Regions from separate parts of the Mus musculus genome. Here all the other regions are linked to region 4. The links are chromatin contacts, called in public ChIA-PET and promoter capture Hi-C maps. All regions are on one chromosome and are shown on one strand. The core of a region is the stretch at or near the end of the contact, and the rest is flanking DNA. Distances in the headings are between cores, read along the strand shown. Region 1 holds the start of Atg4d (autophagy related 4D, cysteine peptidase). Region 2 holds the start of Ilf3 (interleukin enhancer binding factor 3). Region 3 holds the start of Spc24 (SPC24, NDC80 kinetochore complex component, homolog (S. cerevisiae)). Region 4 holds the start of Tmed1 (transmembrane p24 trafficking protein 1).

Region 1 (2,700 bases), core at 180-2,679, 240 kb before region 4:
TACATAAGATAGGGTCTCAAAATACCAAAATTGGGGCCGGAGAGATGGCTCAGCAGTTAAGGGCACTGGCTGCTTTTTCAGAGGTCCTGAGGTCAATCCCCAGCAACCACATGGTGGCTCAAAACCATTTGTAATGGATTCTGATGCCCTCTTCTGGTGTGTCTGAAGACAGCGACAGCGTTCTCATAAAAATAAAATAAATAAATAAATAAAAAAGATTCACTAAAAAAAATGCCAAAATCGTTTTCCTTTTTTTTTTTTTTAATTTATTTACTTATTATATGGAAGTACATTATAGCTGTCTTCAGACACTCCAGAAGAGGGAGTCAGATCTCGTTACGGATGGTTGTGAGCCACCATGTGGTTGCTGGGATTTGAACTCTGGACCTTCGGAAGAGCAGTTGGGTGCTCTTACCCACTGAGCCATCTCACCAGCCCTCGTTTTCCTTTTATAGTCTTACAGATAACTCCCTCAAATTTTGCTCAGGAGAAAACTGAGGCACTGAGAATCATGACCAATGGGGCACCAATGGGTCAGGGATAGTCACATCCCCAGGGTGACATCTGTTCTGGGTTGATAAACTCTGTTGTGTTCACAGTCTCTTTCGTTCTCATGAAGCTCAGGCTGGTTTCAAACGCCTTGCACAACAGAGGAGGGGCCTGTGCCCCTGCCTTTGCCTCAGAGACTTGGGTTTCATGCACCACTACACTCAGTTTCTGGGTTTCAGGGAATAGAACACAGGGCCTCACGTGTGCTAGGCCCTCTACCAACTCAGCTCCATCGCCAGTGTGCTCAGTCTTTGAGTACCCCAGCACTAAAGAAGCTGACGCAGGCGGGCAGCCATGAGTTGGAGGCCAGCCTGAGCTCCAGGGTGGGTTCTCTGCCTGGGCTCTCCAATTTCACTGCAGGTCGGGGCATGTGTTCTGGGCGTGAACGGAGCTCGTGTGCCTAAGCAGGACTTGAATAGTCGGAATGTATTCTCCTTAGGAGAGTCAGGTCTAAGTGAGAGCTTGTCTCAAAACATTGGAAAGGCCCTTCAGATGGCTCAGCGGATAAAGATGCGATAAAGGTGCTGGCTGTCTAGGAACCTGAGTTGGCTCTTACGAGATCTCCACAGGCACGACAAGCCCCATGTATCGCACCCAGAACATGGGACCTTCAATGCAGTGGAATTTGAGTGGCAGGGCGGGGAAATCTGCACTTTTGAGCGAGAGAAGGTCCGGCGTCCGCAGCTTGAGATGTCATTCAGAACAAGGGTGTGCAAGGCTTGAGAAAGGGCTGTAAATGGGCGTGGCTTCTCCGGCTCTGACCCATTGGTCTGAGATAAGGGCCCCCAGGGACGCGCTTGCGCCTGCGCGGTGAGATTAGGAGGGTGTGGTGAGTCCAAGGGAGGCGGACTGTACAGGGGCGTGGCTTGCTCGCTAGCCAAGCCCACCGTATCCGGGTGCTCTGGGCCACCAAGATGGCGCTGGCTGTGGGAGCCCGGGTATCCGCTGCGGCCAGAGCCGGACCCGGGAGCCCGGCTCTGAGTATAGAGTAACACTGTGCTGGCCGCGGGGCTGCTCCCGAGCGTTCGCAGTTCCCCGGACCTCGGGGACACCTGCGTCCTTCCTCTCCGGCGGGTCCATGAACTCCGTGTCGCCGGCTGCGGCGCAGTACCGCAGCGGGAGCTCGGAGGACGCGCGCCGGGCCGATTGTCGCCGGCCGAGGGGACAAACCCGTATCCCGGATCCTAGCAACCTGGGACCTTCGGGGTCCGGAGTGGCAGCTCTCGGTTCATCTGGGACAGACCCCGCCGAGCCCGACGAGGTGGACAAGTTCAAAGCCAAGTTCCTGACAGCCTGGAACAACGTCAAGTATGGTGAGGAGGGGGTGCACTGGTCAAGGGTGTCAGAGGGGTCAGAGCAAAAGAAACCAAACCTTTACCCTGTCCTGTGGATGAGCCCATCCAGGAGGAGTCACAAGCAGGTCCTCCGCCCTTCCCAGTCCTGGACGTGGGGCAGGTTAAATGGGAAAGGTTTTCAAGCTCCGCCCATTGCACCTGTTTGACCTTGGCCAAATACCTTGCTTTCCTGCGGTCTGTTTACTGCCCTCTGTAACATAGGTGCAATAGTATGAACAGAGTTAATAGATGTTGGTTCACACCTGTAATCCCAGCACTTGGGATGCTGAGGCAGGAGGTTTACCAAGAGTTCTAGGCTATCCTGGACTATATAATAAGTTCCAGGCTGACTTGAGCTCCTCATGAGACTGGGTCTCAAAAAATCGGAAAACAGGGGGCTGGAGAGACTGCTCAGCAGCCTTGGCTGTTCCTCCAGAGGAACAATTACCAGCACCCACATGGCAATTCACAATTGTCTGTAACTCCAGTTTCATGGGATCTAACACCCTCACACAGGTATACATGCAGGCAAAACACCAGTGGATATTTTAAAAAAAAATTGGAAAAAGGCTAGTGAGATGCCGCAGTAGTTAAAGGCATTTGTCACCAAGCTTAAGGACCTCAGCTCCAGCCTGGACCCCAATGGTGGAAGGAGAGCCCCCACTCCTGTCAATGTTCTATACTCCAGACCCAAACTGTGGTGCTTGCTTGTCCACATATATACACAAGCTCACATACACAAAATAAAAATGTGCTTTATAGATTTACAGCAAAACCCAACAGTCAGAATAGAACGGCCCTGGGTTGATAGTGGGTC
Region 2 (2,703 bases), core at 70-2,569, 140 kb before region 4:
CTCTTCTGACTTTCAGTGGACCCTGGCACATATGTGATGCACAGACACAACCTGTTGCAGACATACACGCAGTCAAAACACTAAACACATTAAAAAAAGGAATTAAAAATCCATCTGAAAACCCTCAGGCAAACCGTATTAACCATGTCTACCACTTGGCGGCGCTGTTAGAACAGGTGTGTCATTTAGAGCGTATTCCAGATCAGAAGCACCTCAGGTCTCCTACAAATGGGTTCATTTAGAACTTTTTCCTCAAGTTCAGACTTTGGTGAGGTAGGTCTCTAAAACCTAGGAAGGAAGAAAAAAAGCCAGACACCAACTCTGATAGCAGCAATAAATCCCTATAGATGGACACCAGATATGAAGAGCTCCGGACCTGGGAGTTTGAGAGCTTTGTTCTGTTCATCCTTGCCTGGAATTTGCCTGTTTTGTGTGTGTGGTACGGGGGTCTGACCCACGGCCTCCTATGCTAAGGACTCTTTTTCTTTTTTTTTTTTTTCGAGACAGGGTTTCTCTGTGTAGCCCTAGCTGTCCTGGAACTCACTTTGTAGACCAGGCTGGCCTCGAACTCAGAAATCCTCCTGCCTCTGCCTCCCAAGTGCTAGGATTAAGGCCTGCGCTACGGCTGCCCGGCGCTAAGCACTCTTAACACAGGGGCAATCTATTAAACCCTCAGTTGCCTAGTGACATGGTCTTATTTGTAATCTAGCGATATCAAAGTGGAGGCAGAATCTTCGAGTTTAAAGCCAGTGTGGGTAAAATAGCAAAACTGTATCTCAAAAATACAAAAATGAGGAACGGTGAGATGGCTCAGCAGCCTGACAGCGTGAGTAGGAGCCCTGGACCAGTGTTGACAACCGCATGTGCCAGTCTTTCAATGCAGTGTGGATCAAGGTACGGAGACTGACTTCGAATCATGGCGCACGCGCACTCCCAGGAACGCACACGAACTGGAGTCGTCAGAAGGGCCCACCCCTGCTCCATTGCGTCACGTGATAACGGTCGCTCGGAAAAAACCGCCTTTGGAAAAAACAAACGAAATGGATGGGCTCCCGTCAGGTGATTCGGGTCTACCAATAGTGAAAACGAGTCAAGAAACAACAAGAAAGGCCTGTCACGTGATGGAAGCGAAGCCAACCACGGTCACGTGGCCGACCAAACCCGTGAGAGAACTGGCCCGACGTTGACGTCACGCCAACAGACCCAGTCGCTAAGTCAACGTCACGTGATGTGCCCTCCCCCGCCCCTTTCGTCTCACCCGCCTACTGGGGGTTGGGCCTAGGTGGATCGCCCACGTGATGCGGGGGCGGGCCGCTGCCAGTCACGTGGCCCTGCACCTCCCCGGCGCGCGCCCGCCCGCCCGCTCGCTCGCCCCCGGTCCCCGGCTCCTCCTCCTCCTTTTCTCGCCATTGCAGTTGGGACTGAAGCAGCCCCGGCGAAAACCGCGTGGCTTTTTTTTTTTTTTTTGAGGGGGGTTGTGAAGACTCCGGAAGGCTCGTGGCAGGAGGGCGGCGGCGCCTGAAGGCGAAGGACGGGAACACCGGCAAGGTAAGTGGCAATGTGGCGTCTCCCGCCTCCGCCCCTCCCCCCTCCCGTTCTCCCACTTGTCAGCGATGGCTGGGCCAAGAGGACGCTAGTGACAGGTCTGTTGCCATCCCGCCGACCCTCCCCTTCGCTCGGCTCTTCCATCTCTCAGCGTCTCGCTCCTTCCTCCTCCGGCCTCGCTCCCGCGCTTGGCCGTTACTCTTCCCCCATTGTGCCGAGGAAACAAAATGGCGGAGGCAGTGCCCCCGTGCGCGCGCATCCATTCTCCCCCCTTCGTGGCCCCCTCGGCCCAGGCCTGGGCGCTGCCCCCGGGGGGTGCGCACGCACTGTGGTACTCTCCCCTCTCCACGGGCCGCTTACTTTCCCCCAGCCCGAGCTTTTGTCTGTTGCTTTGGCCTCGCGCACGCGCGCACGTGTTGGAGCACACACCCCCTCATATCTAGAGCATCCCAGCCGGCGCAGAAGGGAAAATCTCCTTCCTTTACCCGCTTTACCTCTTTGTTCAGGTACATCCCTGGCTTCTAGGAGGATGCCAGGTTCATCCCAGTTCCTATGGCGGGAAACATGTCTTCTTTGTCCTGAACACGGTCCTGAACAGGGTCCCTGGAAAAGGAGACATGTAGGACTTCTTTCGTGGTTCTCCCTCAGGTTTCTGTGGGTGGGATACTCTGCTGGTTGATTATAGAGTTCTACCACTATTCTACGAGTGGTAGCTAGTGCAGTCACTCAGCCTGCGAAATGAAGTGTGAGGAACAGCAGCAAAGGAGAAAGGCCACTGCAGGTACCACTGCTCTTGTCCAGTAGAGCTGAGAGGTCTTTGACCCTTAGCTGACATGTTGTGGTAGCTCCTGGTTGCTGAGGTATGTGAATGGGATCTGCAGGCCCTAGTTTTGTTTTGTTTTTTTGATTTTTCGAGATAGAGTTTCTCTGTATAGCCCTGGCTGTCCTGGAACTCACTTTGTAGACCAGGCTGTCCTGGAACTCAGAAATCCGCCTGCCTCTGCCTCCCAAGCGCTGGGATTAAAGGCGTGCGCCACCACGCCCGGCAGACCCTAGATATTTTGGCTGTCTAGAAGTCTGCAGTCCAGATTGGAGGCTGGTGATTAGTGCCAGGCTGGCCTTGGCAAAGCTGGGCGCTGTATCAGTCTCTCTTTGCTG
Region 3 (2,730 bases), core at 201-2,700, 250 kb after region 4:
TCAGTTCTACCACCTGGCTCCCAGGAATCAAACTTAACATCGTCAGGTAGGCACCAAGTGTCTCTACCCAGTGAACCATCCTGCCAGCCCTCAGGTTTTTACTTCATTACTACTGCTTGCTCCCAAGGCCTCCTGTAGCCACATGTGTTCTCTCTGAGCTACAATCTCAGAGATAAAACTTCTCATTTTACTTTTGGTCTTCTGTCAATCAGGCTGCTTTGAATTCCTTCCAGCCTTCCATTCCTGACCCTCCTGCTTGTCTCTGGAACACTGGTCTGACAGGCCCATTCTGCCATGCCTGGCATGGAACCCAGGGTTTCATGCATGCCAGTCAAGTGTATCCCTGCCCCCTCAACAGTTTCAGGTTTCCCCCAATATCTTTGCAGAAACCCCTCCCCAGTCCCGCCCATGTTACCCCTCCTAATGATAGAAAGCATTTGTCTCCTCAGCCCATCACTGCAGTACAAATGTTATCCTGTCTCCTCTCCAGTAGGATGCCAGCCACCAAGGGACTCCTTCCCTGCTGTCACCCGAGGTCCAGCTCACGGCAGGCTCTGTTCACAAGTCTATTGGGAAGGCACGAAACTTTAAAAAATGTTCCCAGGGCCGGACGTGGTGGCGCATGCCTTAAATCCCAGCACTTGGGAGGCAGAGGCAGGCGGATTTGAATTCGAGACCAGCCTGGTCTACAGAGTGAGTTCCAGGACAGCCAGGGCTACACAGAGAAACCCTGTCTTGAAACAAAACAAAACAAAGTTCAAACAAACCTTTGACAGGGAAGGACACTGAGATGGGAGATTGCTCACACCTGTGACCAAGGCACTGAGGAGCTGAAAGGTTCTTTGAATTTCTCAGCTAAGTAGTTCTCTACTAGTCAGAGCTACATTTAAGCCTGAGTCCTGGAAAGTTAATAAAGGGTCGTGCCCTGCTAACTCTATATTTAATTACGCTTAAGTCCCTAGATGACAACCGTTGTCATGACAACGGTTTCACCGGTGGAGAAATCAAGGCTCGGGTGTGACTGCTCTCCCTCGGAAGACCCTCAAGAACGGCGAGCAGGAGTGGAGGTGGGGGCTGGATCATAAAGACTTCCAAAGGCGCCTGAGCTACGAAGTACGATCGTATAGAGTCGCGCATTGTGAGCTATGACACTTATCTGGACGCCTCTGAGCCATGGCAATTGTCAGATGGGGAAACTGAGGCCCAGGAGTACCAGCTCCCCCCGAGAAGTCCCCCGGGGCTGGGGCGCAGGGGACCGGCCCTCACCCCGAAGCTGCCGGTAGGCGCCGTCCTGCATCTCCAGCAGCCGCTCCATCATCTGCTCGTAGCTCCCGAGCAGCCGCCGCTGCTGCGCCTCGGCGCGGTTGGCCCCCAGCAGGCTCAGTAGCCAGTTGCTCACCTCCACCATGTCGCGGAAAGCCGCCATGACTGATCGCGCCGAGTCCGAACCCGCGCAAATTCGTCTCACCACGGGCCCCGCCCCCTCCCCAGAGCGCATAAGTCTCATTGGATCGTTCCTACGTCCGTCTCCTGCAGGACTCAATCAGCGAGGGGACAGAGCGCTTCGGAAGGAGCGGCCATTTTGTGGAGATCCTGTGCGAAATTTCTTCTGTCACTCAGGTGTGAGGATCAATCATCGTAGGCGGGGGAGGGGGGGGGGCGGCGGCGCGGGGGGGGGGCGTGTCACACGTGGCCAGTTTGCGATTGGCCTGGTACGCGTGCGTCGATTGTCGGGCTATGAACTCCGGGGAGAGTCCAGGGCGTTAGGAGTCTGTTGCGCATGCGTAAACTGGAAAGCTGCGCGACTCTTAGAGAAATTTGCAGGTATCAGTCGCTGCTTGAAGGGCAATGTAACGGATGGTTTATTATTTTTGCTTGTTTTTTTTTTTTAGTTTACTTTAGGAATATATTAATTATACATAAAACTGGGATTCATTGGGTTTATTTTTTTCTTGGCGGGGGTTGGGATGTGTGAGCTGTGAGATGTTGAGACTATGTAGAACTGGCTGTCCAGGAGCTCTTTGTTAGAGATCCATCTACCTCTGCCTCCTAGTGGTTGGATTATAGGAACATGCCACCACAATCATTCACCAGTCTCTATTTTTTAGGCTTATTTCTCTTTCTTTAATGTGTATGGGTAAACGTTTTGCCTACATGTATGTATGTGTCAGCAGAGGTCATAAAAGGGCATCTGACCACTTGGAGCTAGATATGGATGGTTGTGAGCCATCATGTGGTGCTGGGAGCCAAACCCTGGTTCTCTACAAGAGCATCCAATGTTCTGGGAAGGCAGAGGCAGGCAGATCCCAGAGTTTGAGGCCAGCCTGGTCTACAAATAAAGCTCCAGGAGAGCCAGGATTATATAGAGACCTTGTCTCAAAAATAAAATAAAATAAAATCTTTAAGTAGGAGTCTAGCATGTATCTAGCATGTAGCACTCAGGTGATGGGAGCTTGAGGATGGAGGTAAATTCCAGGCCAGCCTGGGCAACAAGAGCAGTGAACCCCGAAGCTGAGCATGGTGGCTCAGGAATCAGGAGCCTAAGGAAGAGGAATTGCCATTCATGGGACTCCAGAGTGCTGAGTGAATTCCAGACCAGCCTGAACTACAAAGTGAACCCTGTCTCCTTAAATACCTATACCCCAGAGCTGGAGAGATGGCTCAGCGGTTAAGAGCACTCACTCACTGCTTTCCCAGAGGTTCTGAGTTCAATTTCCAGCAACCACATGG
Region 4 (2,847 bases), core at 66-2,565:
TACCCAGCTCACCTTGATGTCTTCCATTTTGACATCAAGCATCTCTTCTGGCTCCACAGCCTCCGCCCAACCTTCTACCTCCTCCTCATCTTGGAAGCTGTCAAAGATGAGCTCAAAGAACACAAGCTTTTCTGAGATGGTGCTGAAGGAGTTGTCAAAGCACAGCCTGTAGTCTCCGGCCTCAGTAGGCTCCACCCTGGGCAGACAGATGAGACATAGACGTGACCCTGGAGTGACCAGCCAGCTGGTCTGTGGAACCAGTAGGATGGTAACCTGAGGCCACTGGGGAGCTGCAGGGCTGTAACTGAACCAAGGCAGGGCAGGACTTCACTCACGTGTGTACCCCATCAGCCTTTCGAGACTCACTGACCAACAGCACACCCTGAGGGCTCTCCAAGGTGAAGTCCACGTCCAGCCCAGCACCTCCGATCACCTGAAGAGCAGGTAAGAATTGGGGAACTGGCAGCTTTGTGCAAGCCTATCTGCCACAGAAAGCCTGGGTTAAACCGAACCGGGAAAGACCCATGTAAGATCACCAAGAACCTATCTTTAAGAAGAAAAAAGAACAACCACAAATCCCAGGTATTTGCTTGAGATAGAGGAGTAGCGCCTGTGGAGGGAGATTAGTCAGAGCTGCACTTCTACCATAGAGTTAGGAAACTCGGGTCGTCGTAGTTTAGCAGCAAGCGGTTTTTGTTTTGTTTTGTTTTGTTTTAACCCAGCAAGCTATTTGGATTCCCCCAAGGGCCTATCTGAAGACCAACATCCATCCACACCTACAAGGTTTCTTCCCAGTCCCTAAGATGGATACATCCACGTGAGGTCTTTTATCAACCACCCTGCCAACGCCCTTGAGTAGTCTAAGGTGGCTGTCTACCTGACCGCTAACTTAATCGTAACCTACCCAACAGCCGCCAGGAACTTCCCTAGAACCCAACCCAAAGAGCTCTGAGCAGAGCATGCCCCTTCTCTGCAAGACTATTAGCGTTCTGGCCACACCTCTGCCCCGCCCCTCCCGCCTGTTGGCCACGCCCCCAGCCCTGCTCTATTCCGAGCCCGGGACCCCCTCTCTCACCTGGTACTCGGTCTCAAGACTAGCATTGGCCGGTGCGGACTGATAGAAACACTGCTTTCTCCCGGCGGGAAGCAGAAATGTGAACTCGCCGTCCTGGATAGGCGGCGGCCCTGCCTCTCCCACTCCTACTGCTGGCAGGAGTAGCCACAGGGCCAGTGCTACGGCCGCGCCGGCCGCCATCATCCGGGTCACCCTCTACTCACGGGGCGTGGACCCTTTAAGGATTTGTCCTGCCCACCTCTTATTTCGGCAAAGCTCATTGGCTTCGGCTTCTGTTCGACCCCAAAGCCGCGGAATGCTGACTGAAGGGCCCCAGGATGGGGAGCTGCCCTGGTAATTGCCTAATCTGCTAGAAAGCATACTAACGCTACTGCGAACTTCGTGAAACCTACCCAAGTCTGATATCAACCACTGCATTTGGTGGGGGCACTGACAAATCTAAAAATGGTGAAGCACTTCTTTACAGGCAACAATTAAGATGACTAAACGGGGAGGTTTGCAGGTCCTCCCTTGGCACCGCCCGCTCTCTGCCTTCCCCAATTCAAGGTGCTTTTGCCCATTGGTCAATCAAGTGTAGGCGTAGCCCTCCGAGGACGGCGGCTTTGTTGGATTCTGATCTCAACTTGTGTGACGGGTGCGACAGGCAGATATGCCAGGTGCTAGTATTCCAATATTGGAGTTCTGGCGATGTTAGTTCAGTGAGCATGGCCTCCCCCGACTGCTTTTCCTTTACACCTTATACCATCCCTAAGGGGGTGGTGGAATGTTTGTTGGTGAGTAGAATACTGCCTCAGCCTGCGTACAATACATCTCAAACCTTTGGGTCAGCAGGTCCACGTGCATCTGTGCTGACACATGCAGTATTCCAGTACTTGAAAGGCTGAGTCGGGAGGTGGAAGGAGTTCGAGGCCATCCTCTCGAACTGGTATGGAACTACATAGTTCCAGACCAGCAAAAAAATCAAGGAATCTATTTTGGGCTTTGAATGGCTCAGAGAACACAGGCGCTTGCTGCTAAACCTAATGACCTTAGTTTAATCCCCATGTGCTACGATAGTGGAAGGTCAGAATTGACTCCTGCAATTGTCCTCTGACCTACACACACACACACACACACACAACACTGTGTGCTTAGCTCTTGTTCACTTGACAAAATAATCTGGCAAGTTGAGTGTCACTTGAGGAATTGCCTGTTGGGCATTTTCAACGTTGCTGGAAGACCCAGCCCACTGTAGATGGTACCTTTCCTAGACAGGTGGGGATGAGCTATATAAGAAAAGTAGCTTGAGCCGGGCGTGGTGGCGCACGCCTTTAATCCCAGCACGCAGGAGGCAGAGACGGGTGGATTTCTGAGTTCGAGGCCAGCCTGGTCTACAGAGTGAGTGCCAGGACATAGGACAGCCAGGGATACACAGAGAAACCCTGTCTCGGGGAAAAAAAAAAAAAAAGAAAGAGAAACCTCAAAAGAATAAAGGTAATTTACAGCAACCAACATCAGCCTAAACAGAACTCAGAACATTTCCACAATCAGGAATAAAACAAGGTGTCCACTCCCCATATCTGCTTAATATAGTACTTGAAGTACTTGAAGTCCTTTTATTTTTTTTTTTTAAACAGTTTCTCTTTGTAGCCCTGGCTATCCTGGAACTCTAGACCAGGCTGGCCTTGAACTCATGGAAATCTGCCTGCCTCTCTCTCCCAAGTACTGGAATTAAAAGCATGTGCCACCACCTCTCAGTAGTCCTTGATGTCTTAGCTAGAGTAAAAAGATAC

Evidence for each region. Promoter capture Hi-C pulls out the DNA fragments that hold promoters and counts their contacts. ChIA-PET counts read pairs in DNA pulled down with a chosen protein or histone mark.
Region 1: a promoter capture Hi-C map of neural stem cells shows a contact between it and region 4. The contact joins the promoter of Atg4d here to the promoter of Tmed1 in region 4. A contact is called at or near these places in 10 of 39 promoter capture datasets (the C10 cell line, the HPC-7 cell line, embryonic stem cells and 6 more), 1 of 484 Hi-C or Micro-C datasets (uterus), 1 of 115 datasets of contacts at active chromatin or transcription factors (astrocytes) and 3 of 9 other capture datasets (adipose tissue, liver and macrophages).
Region 2: an RNA polymerase II ChIA-PET map of memory CD8 T cells shows a contact between it and region 4, with 1,520 read pairs. The contact joins the promoter of Ilf3 here to the promoter of Tmed1 in region 4. A contact is called at or near these places in 17 of 39 promoter capture datasets (the 3T3-L1 cell line, the SN4741 cell line, cranial neural crest and 10 more), 8 of 484 Hi-C or Micro-C datasets (B cells, CD4 T cells, embryonic stem cells and 3 more), 13 of 115 datasets of contacts at active chromatin or transcription factors (CD8 T cells, the SCID.adh cell line, bone marrow-derived macrophages and 7 more) and 5 of 9 other capture datasets (adipose tissue, embryonic stem cells, liver and 2 more).
Region 3: a contact with region 4 is called in a promoter capture Hi-C map of erythroid cells, with 3 times the contacts expected there. The contact joins the promoter of Spc24 here to the promoter of Tmed1 in region 4. A contact is called at or near these places in 3 of 39 promoter capture datasets (erythroid cells, liver and neural stem cells), 1 of 115 datasets of contacts at active chromatin or transcription factors (memory CD8 T cells) and 1 of 9 other capture datasets (pancreatic islet).

Annotation. Positions count from the first base shown.
Region 1 is chr9:21,263,856-21,266,555 of GRCm38.p6, forward strand. Atg4d (autophagy related 4D, cysteine peptidase) reads left to right here and starts at 1,430. Exons shown (of 10, transcript NM_153583.10): 1 at 1,430-1,862. The coding sequence starts at 1,628.
Region 2 is chr9:21,366,552-21,369,254 of GRCm38.p6, forward strand. It overlaps Ilf3 (interleukin enhancer binding factor 3), which reads left to right and starts at 1,320. Exons shown (of 20, transcript NM_001042707.2): 1 at 1,320-1,548. Gm36198 (a long non-coding RNA gene) reads right to left here. Exons shown (of 3, transcript XR_870570.3): 1 at 2,040-2,703; 2 at 1-1,020.
Region 3 is chr9:21,758,853-21,761,582 of GRCm38.p6, forward strand. It overlaps Spc24 (SPC24, NDC80 kinetochore complex component, homolog (S. cerevisiae)), which reads right to left and starts at 1,451. Exons shown (of 5, transcript NM_026282.6): 1 at 1,267-1,451. The coding sequence starts at 1,426.
Region 4 is chr9:21,508,919-21,511,765 of GRCm38.p6, forward strand. It overlaps Tmed1 (transmembrane p24 trafficking protein 1), which reads right to left and starts at 1,316. Exons shown (of 4, transcript NM_010744.4): 1 at 1,076-1,316; 2 at 336-433; 3 at 13-196. The coding sequence starts at 1,258.